Linked DNA regions of Mus musculus: region 2 is linked to region 1. A link is a contact called in public Hi-C data. All regions are on one chromosome and are shown on one strand. Each heading gives the region's core, a stretch centred on a gene start, on an enhancer-like site or on the middle of the called end of the contact. The rest is flanking DNA. Distances are from core to core; before and after follow the strand shown. Region 1 overlaps Gm32970 (a long non-coding RNA gene). Region 2 overlaps Stk3 (serine/threonine kinase 3).

Region 1 (5,949 bases), core at 2,117-4,616:
TCTGTTTATGTGCGAGCCCCCCACAAGTCCTGCCATTGTACTCCTGAAGCCTGAACTCAGAGCTACAGTGAAGTCCTAAGCTCACATCTGTCACTCTCTCCATCTCCCCACAAAGTCATTGATAACCAAATGGGTGTTTGTATTCTCTCTAAAGGAGGCTGCTGTCGCAGGATCTGGATCTCCTTGCACCATCCTCTCTGTCTTCTTCTGAGAATATCATTGAGCCAACCTACCTTCCTCCGGTGGGAAGATATACTTCTGCACAGCCCTTCCTGGGAGATATTTACCACCTGGATTCCATGTGAACTGATTCCACCAGGAATTTGTGCAGTGTCTATAAAGCAGGTTCCAGCTCATGAAGGACAAAGGCTGGCAGCAAGGACTAAGCTGAGATTATCATGCCCTTGGGACTGACTTGAGTTCAAAATGCTGTGTGACCTAAGCCAAGAAGTAGCAGAAGTCACATTAGGATCCTTTGTCACATTCTGAAGGTGGATCTCCACACCTCATCAGACCAGCACACCTGCTTTAGTCTAGGCCTCTTCTAGAAGCCAGCATGACATTCCAGTGCACGCCACATCACTGTACAATACATGTCTTGTGCACAGGTGTGCTGCTCTGTCCCTGTCCCCCAGCAAGGTAGCTGGAGGTGTCAACCCAAATAGATCCTGAAATCTGTTCAGCACTCTCATTCCAATCATGAAGGTAGCTCACCTTGACTGTAACATTCATCTCATGTCAGACATTGATCTATGCTTTTCATTAGCAGATTTAATCCTCTCAGCAATACAATGAGGAAACTGAAACATGAAGAGACCAAGTGGCTGTCCAAGTCCACAAGCTAGAAAAGGGAAGACAGCCTCCTAGCAGGGCCAATGCTCTTAGCCACATATCTTATGTACATGGGGGCCATGCCTAGTTTTAAAAAGACAGTTGTGTCTATGTGTCTGCAGCTACATCTTTATACTGTGGGGAAAACGTGGGGCCTAGACTGAAGAATGTGTGGGTCAGAAAGTGGCTCTCCCACCACCAAGGTTGTTGGTCATCTCTGAACACTCAAAATCAGGCCAATGTTCTCTCTGTCCATCTGCTGTGACTGGAAAGGGGTGTTCAGTGCAATGAATACATTGGCTGTCTGCCTCTTTGCAGTGATCAGACTGACAAGACCCATCTTTGACCCTGTTGAGTTTGGGTCCAATGAGTATGGAGAGTATAAGAGAGTGAGTTAAATGGTTGTGTAGTGAGCATCTGGCACTGCTAGGAGATGCTCTAGAAATCACTGATCTCTATTCATTTACATATTTTACATAAAAGTCCAGAAGATGCATTCTTGTATCCTGTTACAGTTTGAATGTGAAGTCTCCCCTCCCCAGCTCATATTTTGAAGTTTTGGGCTTTTTCCCCCCCACCACCAAGATGACAGTGTTATTCTGGAGGGTCGTACAATGACTATGAGGTGTCTGAAGTAGGCCCCTGGTGGCAGCCCTTTCAAGGTCTTGTTTGGCCCCTGCTCTGGGCCCATTCTCCTCGCTCTCTTGTTCACCGTGCTGAGACATCTCCTCCACACTTTTCCACTCCCATGCCTTCCTCACCACCACTGGCTGAAATCCCTTTTGATATTCTGAGCCAAAATAAACTTCTCCTTCTTTAAATGGTTTGTTTCAGATATTTTGGTCACATCAACACAAAGTAACTATGAACAGTACATAGCTTTAGCCAACTGGCCTGTTAACAAAGCTATCTAGTTGCTGGAATGCAAAGAGAACCATGAGCCTTAGACTCTACCCTGGTGTTCAGTTAAGCAGAGATAATGCCTTCATAATCTGAAAAAATGGCTGTTCCATAAAATATTAAGGTGATGGAGCTGTCTATAAGCAGGAGCTTCCAGAGAAGGAAGAATATTCCTTACAGTGCACCAGGGAAGCCAGATAGCATATGACAAGGACTATACCATTCACAGACCAGACTTCATTAATAATAAACCTTGTTAATTCAAGGAGTGTTAGATGCAGGACTAAACATGAAGATACAGCAAGGAAAGCCCCACCTTTGTGTTTATGGTGGTGTCGAGGGGTCAGTAGCTAGTTATACAAATGAAACCGAAGGATTAAGCATAGAATTGTTTAGGGGAGAGTCTAATGTCTCTTCCACTCTTGTGGGGTCAAGGTGGCTCCCATAATGAAGTAATTTATAATTCCATATCTTAACGGAAACGAGGAAAAGGATATGGAAGGGGACACACTGAGAGAACGAGACCCTGAGTGTGGTAGAACCCAGGGAAGAGAAAGCATTTGCAGGTCTCCATCTCCAGGACAGTGTCCAACATGCATTTGACATCTAACCAGCACTGTGATGGAAGACAGAAGGAAGGACATTGGCCTCCAGAACCACCCGAAACACAAAACTGCAAGGCTTTCAGAAAGGCATAGAGAGCAGAAAGGACAAGAACTGAGACATGGTGGCCTCGGGGATGAGAGTCTGCAGGGCTCTCCCAAATCACATTACAGAGTTAGGACTCTAGCCTGGAGGTAATGGAAGGCCCTTGAGGGATTCTAAGAAGATCAGATTTAAAGATCCTCCTGGATGCTGGATGCTAGAGAGGATCTAGTCATGAGAAGCCAAATAGAGTCACCCAGGAAGGAGAGCCCAGCAGCCTGATTCTGTTATAAGCGTTTAGGAAGACACTGATTTCGCCTTTTCGTCACTTTCTCTTGGTTCCTTTGGGAAGCTCTAAAGACATGTGGTTGTACTCTCCATGCCACAGCTGTTTGCGGGTGACAGATGGCACCCAGTTGTGTGCCTAGGAGCTCACGTCTTTTCCCCAGAGTATCTTTACTTTGTTTCTCAGCACAGGAAGGAAATACCATTTTCCCAGCTCTTTCTTTAGAAAAGTCACTCCTCATTTGCTTATGAGAGCTTTTGGTCTCTGGACCATGTTTGGATTCCATGCGTGCATTGTGTTGCACTGCGGTCCAGCTCAAGGGTGGCTCTGCCTTTCTTGGTTTTCTGGAGGCAGTGTACTTTCCTCCTGATGCTTATCTTCAATCCCTTTCTCAGAATGTCTTGCCCATGAACTCTCTAACAGCATCACAATCGGTGCCAAGTGGCGTGTTTCAATAGATTTCTCAAATAGGTCAGATACTGAGCCAAAAAAGACAGGATGCCTCAATACAAAGCCGCACATTTCTGAGAATCCTTTAGTAGCTGTCCTCTGCCCTCGGGATAAAGTACACCACCCTCCTCCCCCGCATCCCGTCCCCGTATCTGTTGTTTTGGACAGCCGGCTTCTGTCTTTACTCCACCTTCTTTAAACCCAAGCAAAGTTTTTTGAGCAAAAGGGTGGACCACTAGAGAACTGGAATGGCAGCTTGAACCAGGGGGAAGAGCTCCCCCTGCTGGCGGGTAGATCCGCTGCACTTTAGTCGTGGTTGTCCTTGTATCTCAAAAAGCATTTAGGTGTGTTTTATAAAGATTTTTCGGGTTAAATCGAATCATGTGTGGAAGTGGGTTTAGGGTGTGTACTTTTAGAAGGAAATCCATGACAAATCCTTTCTGTGACACAAGAAAACCTTTTAAGACAGGGAAATAATCACTTATCATCATCATCTCTTATGTCTCTGATGCTATTGGGGCAGCATGCCGAAGGGGTTCTCCTGGGGTGCTGCTCCTGTTGAGAGCGCTGAGGAAAAGGCACAGTAGCTGAATATGATGCCCAATTCTCGCACGTCTGACATTTCCATACCTTACAAAGGAGGCTTTTTTTTTTTTTTTTTTTTTTTTTTTTTTTTTGGCTTGTGTCTATGAAGTGGTTAGTGCTTCTCATAGCTTGACTGGGGGTGGTGTCAGCAGCCCTGGGCTGGCAGATTCAACAAGACCAACGCACGAATTTGGAAAGAAATCAACTCTTCCTATGGGTCTTGGCTCCAGAATGATCAAGAGGAAGAAAGCAGGAGAGGACAAGAGAAACACCGCCTTCATGAGCAGGGTATCAGCCATATTACCCAAAGGAACTGTGTCGGTCACAGTTAGGGTTGTTTTCCCTCCCTCCAGATGTTGTGTGTTACTGAACCTGTAGTTGGTAAGCACATACATGCCCCCCTTAGCAACGGTCAGTGCCGGCATGATGGCTGGCTTCAGGTGTAGAAGCTACAACTGAGCATGAACACACACACACACACACACACACACACACACACACATACACACACATAGTGTGCTGCTGGAACTACTGTATGATCTCTCACGAAACAGAGACCCAGTCTCATTTTGTAAATGCTTGGTCACATGGTAGGATGAAGCCCACATTCAAGTAGATTTGGCCCAAGCAATAAGATTAGGGGTGTAGGCTTGATCTCTTTGCTGGGAATTTGAATATTTCCATGAGCTCTCAAGTGCAAATCCAGCATATTCTTTGACCTGGAATCCCAGGAAGGTGAGCCCTGAGTAGTTTTCAGACTAGATTTCATGGAGCTCCGAGGTTGAAAGAATCAGCTTGCTCTTTTGTAGTTGGATTGCTTGCAACAAAAAAGGAGTAACCAAGGGGATTCCCACTCACCTGGCCATCTACTGGATCCAGAAACCACTGGACCTGAAAATCGTGCTCACAGCACCTTGAGCTAGGGGCATGAAGGAAAATCTAGAGTAAAAAAACAAAAAAGACTTTTGCTTCTTCAATTGAGAGGGCAGACAGGCTACATGCATTTGAAATTGGTTATAAACACTAGACCCACCAGCTACAATTTAGGAGGTCTTATGTGCAGTCTGCCCAGTCCAGGTATTTTAATGCTGTGTTGCAGGGAAGTAAAGGCCAGCTGGCAGCTGACCGACCATGCTCAGGGGTCAGTTCTAAACAGCACTGTTTGGGAAAAGCTCAATCTAAAACAGACATCTCTGGATGTGTTTAGGTTTTGCTTTCTTTCCACTTTTAAATATTAAAAATTGACTCCAGCTGTGGGGTAGAAAGTAACGCCTAACCTATAAAAACATTGACAAATAAATCACAATGCAATTTGCCGCGCATTTTTGTGAGGTCTAAACACCAGTTCTTGAAAGGAATTTTCCATTATTGCATCTTGGGAAGATAACTTCTTCATGAAAAATTCATTTGACTTTTATATTTCATAAACTCATCACATAGCATTCCCACATTTGGGAGCTGAGTGTGCGGAGTGCCCTAGGCCTTCAGCTGTGTTTTCCACACTTCTAAGTTTCTCCTCACATTGCTTTCTCAGCACTGGGGACACTGTAAGAATCTTTATCTAGAAGTTGGGGGGTACATGTTCCCCTGCCACAGGTTCTGGTCTTTCTGTAAACAAGAATGGGGCTAAACAAAGGGACGGTTCTTTCCGCATTTGGACCGTCACGATCCTTAACGAAACTCTACCAATACTCCTTGGGTATCACCCCTGTCCAAGCAAGCGACACATTCCTCCAGTGCAGTTTTATGGTAGAATCACTACTAGAGAACTGTGTGCTTTCTTAGGTGGGGCAAGGAATTCATGGGAGACCCAGGACCAAGGGAAGAGAAATTTGTGTCTCAAACTTTGTGCTTGAGTTAGAGTTTTCAAATGTTGTTTCCAGATGGCCCTGCCCAGGGGCATGCCATCTATCATGACAGAAAAGGTGTACCACAGGAACACACTCCAAGTCTCAGGGACTTCTTTCTGCTTACAGTGCTTGCCCATCACAAGCTGGGTTGTAAAATGTGTGATGGATGGAGAAGCCACCATTTGAGACACAGTGGTCATGTAAAGAAAAAAGATCATTTTCAAGGCCTCCCCCCAGTAATCAAGTTCTCACATCTAATTGGTCAGTATTAGTTACATGGGACTATCCTACCTCCAGGGGTAAGGAAAACTACCTGCCCTGAAGGCTGAGATCCGGAAAGACTTAGAGAAGAGTACTAGTGGACAGCTGGTCCATCACGCCTTTCTAATAGTATTTGTGGAA
Region 2 (5,949 bases), core at 1,184-3,683, 160 kb before region 1:
AAAAGTCCTGACTTACAGTCTAAAAACAGCTGTCTAGGTGCCATCTCTGCCTGTGCACCATTATATCACCCGAACTGGCTATTCATTCTGAGTATTTGACTTCTAGTGAGTTTGGTTAGGTAAAGGAATTGGACTGTAACCTCACAGACTACTGCAACTAGGTAGATAGCTTGTGCTTTCATTCTCTCTGTCTCTCTCTGTGTGCCTCTCTCCTCTCTGTCTCTCTCTGTCTCTTTCTCTCATATGTATTTCTTCAGGAAAGTTTTTCAAGTCAATAATACAACACAGTCCCCTTTGTTCTGAAGTCACTACCATGCCCTTGATCTTCCCAGCTCAAAGAAATTTGCTCTTGTGTTATAGAGCAAGTTAATAAATATTTGTTGGATAAGTTGAATTTACCTGATTCATGAAAGGACTGAAAACAAACATTTTGCAACCATGTTTTTCACTAGTTTTCCTAAGAAGTTACTTTAGCCCATATCAGTCAACAGGTGCCTGCTAGCAGTATAAGAGTCTACAGGTTTGTTGCTTACCAGTAACTCTAAGGTTGTTCAGATGGCGCTAACAGCAGCAGTAGCTAGCTCAAGTGTTCTAGTAATGGAGACACAGCGCACATGGCCTGTTAGGTTCTCGTGTCTTCCCTCGTCTTCTTTCAGGTGTTGGGTTGGCTGGGAATGCAGTTCCTATGATACGTGCTTATTCTTCCTCCCTTGCCTCCACCTTTCATGCTGCCTCCCCGTGTCCTCTGGACTGTGCTCACCCCCTTTAGTTCCAATAGCACACTGTCCTACGGTTTGCAAGCTCAAGTTTATATGGTAAGTGAGGAGCCTAGTGACTCACAGTGGAAGTAAAACACTTCCAGGTTGTAAGCACCACTTGTACAGAGACTTCATTGGGTCCCTGTCACTTTCCCAGGCTTTAGCACCTCAGACACGCACACTTTCCTCTGCGTCTGTGTGACCTCGAGTGAGTCTGATTACATATGTCATTGTCACTTGACCATTTGCTTATATTTCTGTTCCTCGTCTGGTGGGGACTGTATTCCCTTATTATACGGTGTGGAGTAAATAGGTGTGTGGACATGATTTACATGGACCACTGTGAAGAAGAGTCATTCTTCACTTTTCCACACAAATTACTGTATTACTCTGGTCTTGTGGATGAGAAGCCTGCAGCCTAAAGGAGTTAAACTGCCCAAAGCCAGGGCTTCTGGAAGTCCCACTCCCTTCCCTCCAGTAATTTGCCTCCTAAGTGTCTCTTACTCAGTTCTTCCTGTCAGCTCAGGGGCTGCTGCCCTTGATCACCTCACAGCTGCACTGTGCATTGCTGCCTGCTCTGGGGCCCTAAACTCTGCTCTGGCACAACTGCTGCCGTGGCTGTGCATTTACTCTCGACTGTGCTGTTTTACAGTGAGTGCTTTATGTTTTGATGATGCTACCCAATATCCACCTGCTTAAACATAGCTCTTGGGTTTGATATTTTCAATTCTCCCATAATGTACTGTCTACAGAAATGTGTTTTTGTAAAAAATATTCATATGTCTGAAAGTTGCACATTAGATTCCAATAGTTTCCTTAGTGATTTAATATATTTTGGATTAAACTAATTTTAAATAATTAAATTTTATGTTATAAAATTTTATAAATTTGTTACTAGTGTGTGTGCCATGGCTTGCAGGTAGAGGTCAGAGGAGAGCACTGGAGAGTAGCTTCTCTCCTTCCAAGCTCAAGCTGTCGGGGCGCTGGCAGCAAGCACGTTACTAACTCGGCCGCCTTCTCTGTCATTTCTGAGCTATTAATGAAATAGTATTTCTTCTCACAGTACTAATAATGATACTTGGGCATTAAATCAGTACTGTTTTTAATGGCTGAGGCTGGCATTTTCTCAATTAACAGGAAAGAAATTATTTTCTTAGTTCAAATGGCTTCTTATTCTTGAAAGGTTGGAGCCTTGGAGTAAAGTGAATTGTATTATGTTTTTAGACCTTGGTAGCACACGTTAGAAAGTGCAACCTCACTTCGTCTATTAACATCAAACGCTAAATCCTCAGAGGCAGGCCTTTGGAAGTGAGGAAAACAGACTGGTGGATTTCTGCTCAATTGTACTGGCCTCAAGCGATGAAGACAACAATCCTAACCTTTGAGACTTTCATACTCCCCGTTCCCAAGCACACCCTAGGTTTTTCCCATAACTGAAACTCCTGCACCAACTAGCTGGTGCTAATTGCCACAGCAACTGCTGCTCCTTAGCCCCAGTTCAGTGGACGCTGGGTTAAGATAACTATTCATGCCCTACTCTAGTTGGCTGCTTGCCCTTGCTTCATTGTCTTTCTATGCACTAAACAAACGGTCTCCTGAAACAAGATCTGTTGGCCCTTGAGTTTCTGTTACTTTAAGGTCTTCCCTCAGTTGTTTTGTTCAAATGGTCTAGTGGCCAGAGAGATTGCAAATCATTTTCCTGCAGCGTTTGGCAATCCTGAGTATTTACTGCCTTGAAAACAATTTGAATTTATTGATTTTGAAATCTGTGATTACTTTCTAAAGTTTTTCTGCCTGTCTAAATTTACATTGGAAAAAATAGCCACAACAGAACACATTGGCCTATTTTTTGTGCCAAGACTTTCAGGGAAATATTTTATATGATTAATATAGTGTAGCTAATCTGGTGTAAAAAATCAATTTTATCCTTTTTTACTCATGAGAGCATGACCATCCTGTGTGAACTTTTTAAACAGCCTGTGACTTCACTGATCCAAAATTAAATGTCTTATTTATGTGTGTGTATTAATATAAATTGAACTTGGGCCGTGCATCTTTAAATGGAATTGCATCCACAGATCCATATCTTTCCTTAGCAGAACAGCATCCTAATCTTGTCCCTAGCAAGCTGAAACTAGTGGACTCTGAACCTGCCTCGTGAAATGTACTTTATGGTAGCAGACCATTTTAACAGATCTAGGTTCCAGTGAGAGCTAAGTCAGCTTCTCCTAAACTCACTCCCATCAAAAAAGAAACAACATTTTGTAAAATTTCAGGATAATTTTCTTCTATCAAATTCGGGGTGTGCGTGTGTGTAAAGACATTTGGCCTTTTGTTACAAGGTTGGCATGTTTTTCTGAATAATTAAATGTAAATACTTTGGGAAATAAAAACCAAGCTATTTGTAATGCCTACACAATACTTTATTATCCTTAGTGCTACAGCACCTCACAAATAACATAACTTCAGCCCAGGGAATAATTGACTCACCGTGGAGGTCTGGCTTCTTGTCTCATTAAATCTTCTGCAATAGCTGGGAGGTAGCTAGCAATTATTCTTCTTTCTGGTTGACATATGTGTAAAGTTAGGCACCAAGCAGTTAAGAGGTCATGCACAGAGTCTCTGAGGGAATGCTGTTTAGATATTGGTTATTGGATCTAATAGTTGCTGAATAAATATTGAGACTTAATTCCTGAGGGCTATTTTGGGAGGACTAAGTGCTAGAAAATGAGTTCTTACGCATTGTAGGCATTACCAATCTCTGTCCACAGTTACAGATTATTTTACTCTGTGTATGTGCGTGCATATACGTGTGTGTGTGTGTGTGTGTGTGTGTGTGTGTGTGTGTGTGTGTGTGTGTGTTTTATAAAAATATATTTCTTTCTTTGGATTTTGTTTAAAAACGTTTAGGGGTAAAAGCTATGTAAAATCATTTGGTAGCATTTGGACTTGAACAAAATTGCTTTTAGACTTTAAACCTTTGAGTTTATTTTTATAAAAGAAGGAAAGAATATTTTTAAAGTGTGTAATTTATCTAGAAGAATGCTGCATTATTTTATCTATAAGAGTTACATGCCAAAAATCTGTGTGCAGCTGTTTCTCTCTGCAACCCTTTGGAAAGATGAAGTAACATTAGTGTATGCTGTGTGTTTCAGAATGTTGAGATAGGACAAACAGGGCAAGCCTGGGATTTGAATCCATTGGATCTCTCATGTTAATCTTTGATGCTAGCTCAAAAAGAGCGTGAGAGGTATGGGCCTGTTTCCTGTTTGGTCAGTATCCTCTCTGGTGACTTGGAACTTCCTTTAGGAGCGAAAGTTACTAACAGAGAAGTGCAAGAGAACCCAGGCATGAAAACTCTATTGTGCACTGAAGAGAATGCATGTGGATCACACCAACTGTGTGTTCAGGTCATCTTCCTAACTTCCTTAAGGTACTTTGTGTCTTGAGATAGCTTAGCAAGTTCCTAAATACCCAGGCTACTGGCTCTCACTTCATTCCTCCATCCATTCACTCAGCAAATACTGCAAGGGCAGCTGTGAATCCACTAGAGTAAGAAGCAGACTCTGAGACCTGTTCCCGTCCAGTGTTCATACATGTGGGCTTCAGAATCACGCGGCATTCTTTCCCAAATTATACAGCTAATACTTGGGCAACTCTCCCAAACAAGAGAATACCAAAATTTGGGAGGAGTGGGAGAAGGGTATTCTGAATAAAGTCCTCCAGCTAATTTTTCTTCAACTTATTTTTATTATGAAAACTTTTGCAATTATTTAAAAACTTGAAAAATAGTATAATAAAGACTGAAAATTCCCCACCTAGACTCAACAAGCATTAATATTTTACATATGTGTTGTGTGTGTGCTTCCCCCATGGGCAGCCCATGGTTACTGTCCTTCTTGGTAATCTCTGGAGTGGTTGTGGTATATTCCAGTCAAGACCTGATGATACAGTTTGACTTCAGTGCCATGGTTCTTTGTAAAGGGAATTTTGTCTGGGATAGGTATTGAGTATTGTGTTTTAAACATCTCCCAGTGGCTGCTGCGTAGGGGAGAAGTGTGCTCCCTGGAAGTAGCTCCAGTCTTGCTCACTGTACGTGTGTTTGCTTTCATCGTCTGTGCCTGTGTAGCCACTCCACTCTCACAACGTTAGAAAGTATTTTGTCCACTTAATCTCCTGAACTTAAAACTATTTTCTAGAGAGAAAAAGAATCTGCTGATCATATTACTGACCCATCTGCGGTATCTTTTGTTTCCTCCGACTTACTTCAATTCCTTCCTTCCTTTTTGTTTTATAATCAAGCCTAGGCATACATGTTTGGGATCAATTCTGTTTACAGCTGACCCATCTTGTGCACCTTCTGCAGATCTAGAAGCTTCTTTCTGCCTGTTTATCCAGATGTGTTTTCTTCTCGCACGCATCCCTTGCCCTCCTGAGCCCCGAGGGAGGTTCCTGTTGCATGAGGCTCAGAAACTGGTCTTTTTTTGTTCTTCAGGATTTTCTTATCTTTGGGTCAGATAGTTCTATTTATCTTTCTTTAATAGATTACTTTTATCAATTCCATTCTATTATTAAGATCATTTAGTACATTTTTGTTATGTTAATTTTTCAGTTTAAAAATCTATATTTTCATGCTGAGGCTTCCCATAGCTTCATTGTTTATGAGCTTATTTTCCTCTACCTAGCTGAAGGTAAGTATACTGTTTTATAAGATTTACTACTTCATATCTGGGTCATATCAAAGCTAAACTCTAGACTGTCTTTTTCTTCAAGAGTAGATCACATTTTCTGGTTCTACCCATGGCAAATAAGTTTGTATTCCCTTCCAGAAACTATAAATGTTTCCTGAAGCAGGTGGGGGTTCTTTTGTTGGTTCTCAGCCTGCAATTTTGTCCACAGCAGGCTGCATCTCTGAAGAGGGTTAGTCTGTTGACAGTGTTCTCTGAGCTAGCAGCATCTGAGCCCCCAATAGCCCCTCTATTCCTTATGAACAACGACCTGTGCTGCCTGCCACACAGAAAACAATTACATTGTGCCTGGAGTTAAGGATGATGCCCATCCCATTCACAGTGCCATCATCTCTCAAGTTCTCTGTCACCATTTCTGCCATACATTTATCAGTTGAGATGGAATAATTTAGATAAATTTGGTGACAGGTGCCAGTGCCACCTCATTAGGAATGGAAGGAGAG

The links. A called contact is a pair of places that touch in the nucleus more often than the background predicts.
Region 2: a Hi-C map of pre-B cells shows a contact between it and region 1, with 4 times the contacts expected there. The contact joins two enhancer-like sites. A contact is called at or near these places in 9 of 15 datasets of contacts at CTCF or cohesin (the G1E-ER4 cell line, embryonic stem cells, hippocampal excitatory neurons and 4 more), 136 of 484 Hi-C or Micro-C datasets (the AtT-20 cell line, B cells, the Ba/F3 cell line and 65 more), 25 of 115 datasets of contacts at active chromatin or transcription factors (the NIH/3T3 cell line, PVALB interneurons, astrocytes and 13 more) and 2 of 9 other capture datasets (embryonic stem cells and embryonic tail).

What each region holds. Positions count from the first base shown.
Region 1 is chr15:34,740,673-34,746,621 of GRCm38.p6, reverse strand. Gm32970 (a long non-coding RNA gene) reads left to right here. Exons shown (of 7, transcript XR_383919.3): 7 at 155-1,652. Among named protein-coding and RNA genes, the nearest start is that of Nipal2, 65 kb to the right of the region's middle. Within about 2 kb of position 3,366, at least 20 of the 459 cell types and tissues checked have an H3K27ac peak or open chromatin away from gene starts, as enhancers often do. A contact at or near this core is called in the P5424 cell line, neural progenitor cells and pre-B cells, where this site is marked.
Region 2 is chr15:34,901,080-34,907,028 of GRCm38.p6, reverse strand. The region is part of intron 10 of Stk3 (serine/threonine kinase 3); the gene reads left to right. Among named protein-coding and RNA genes, the nearest start is that of Gm52204, 6.2 kb to the left of the region's middle. Within about 2 kb of position 2,433, at least 30 of the 459 cell types and tissues checked have an H3K27ac peak or open chromatin away from gene starts, as enhancers often do. A contact at or near this core is called in the P5424 cell line, neural progenitor cells and pre-B cells, where this site is marked.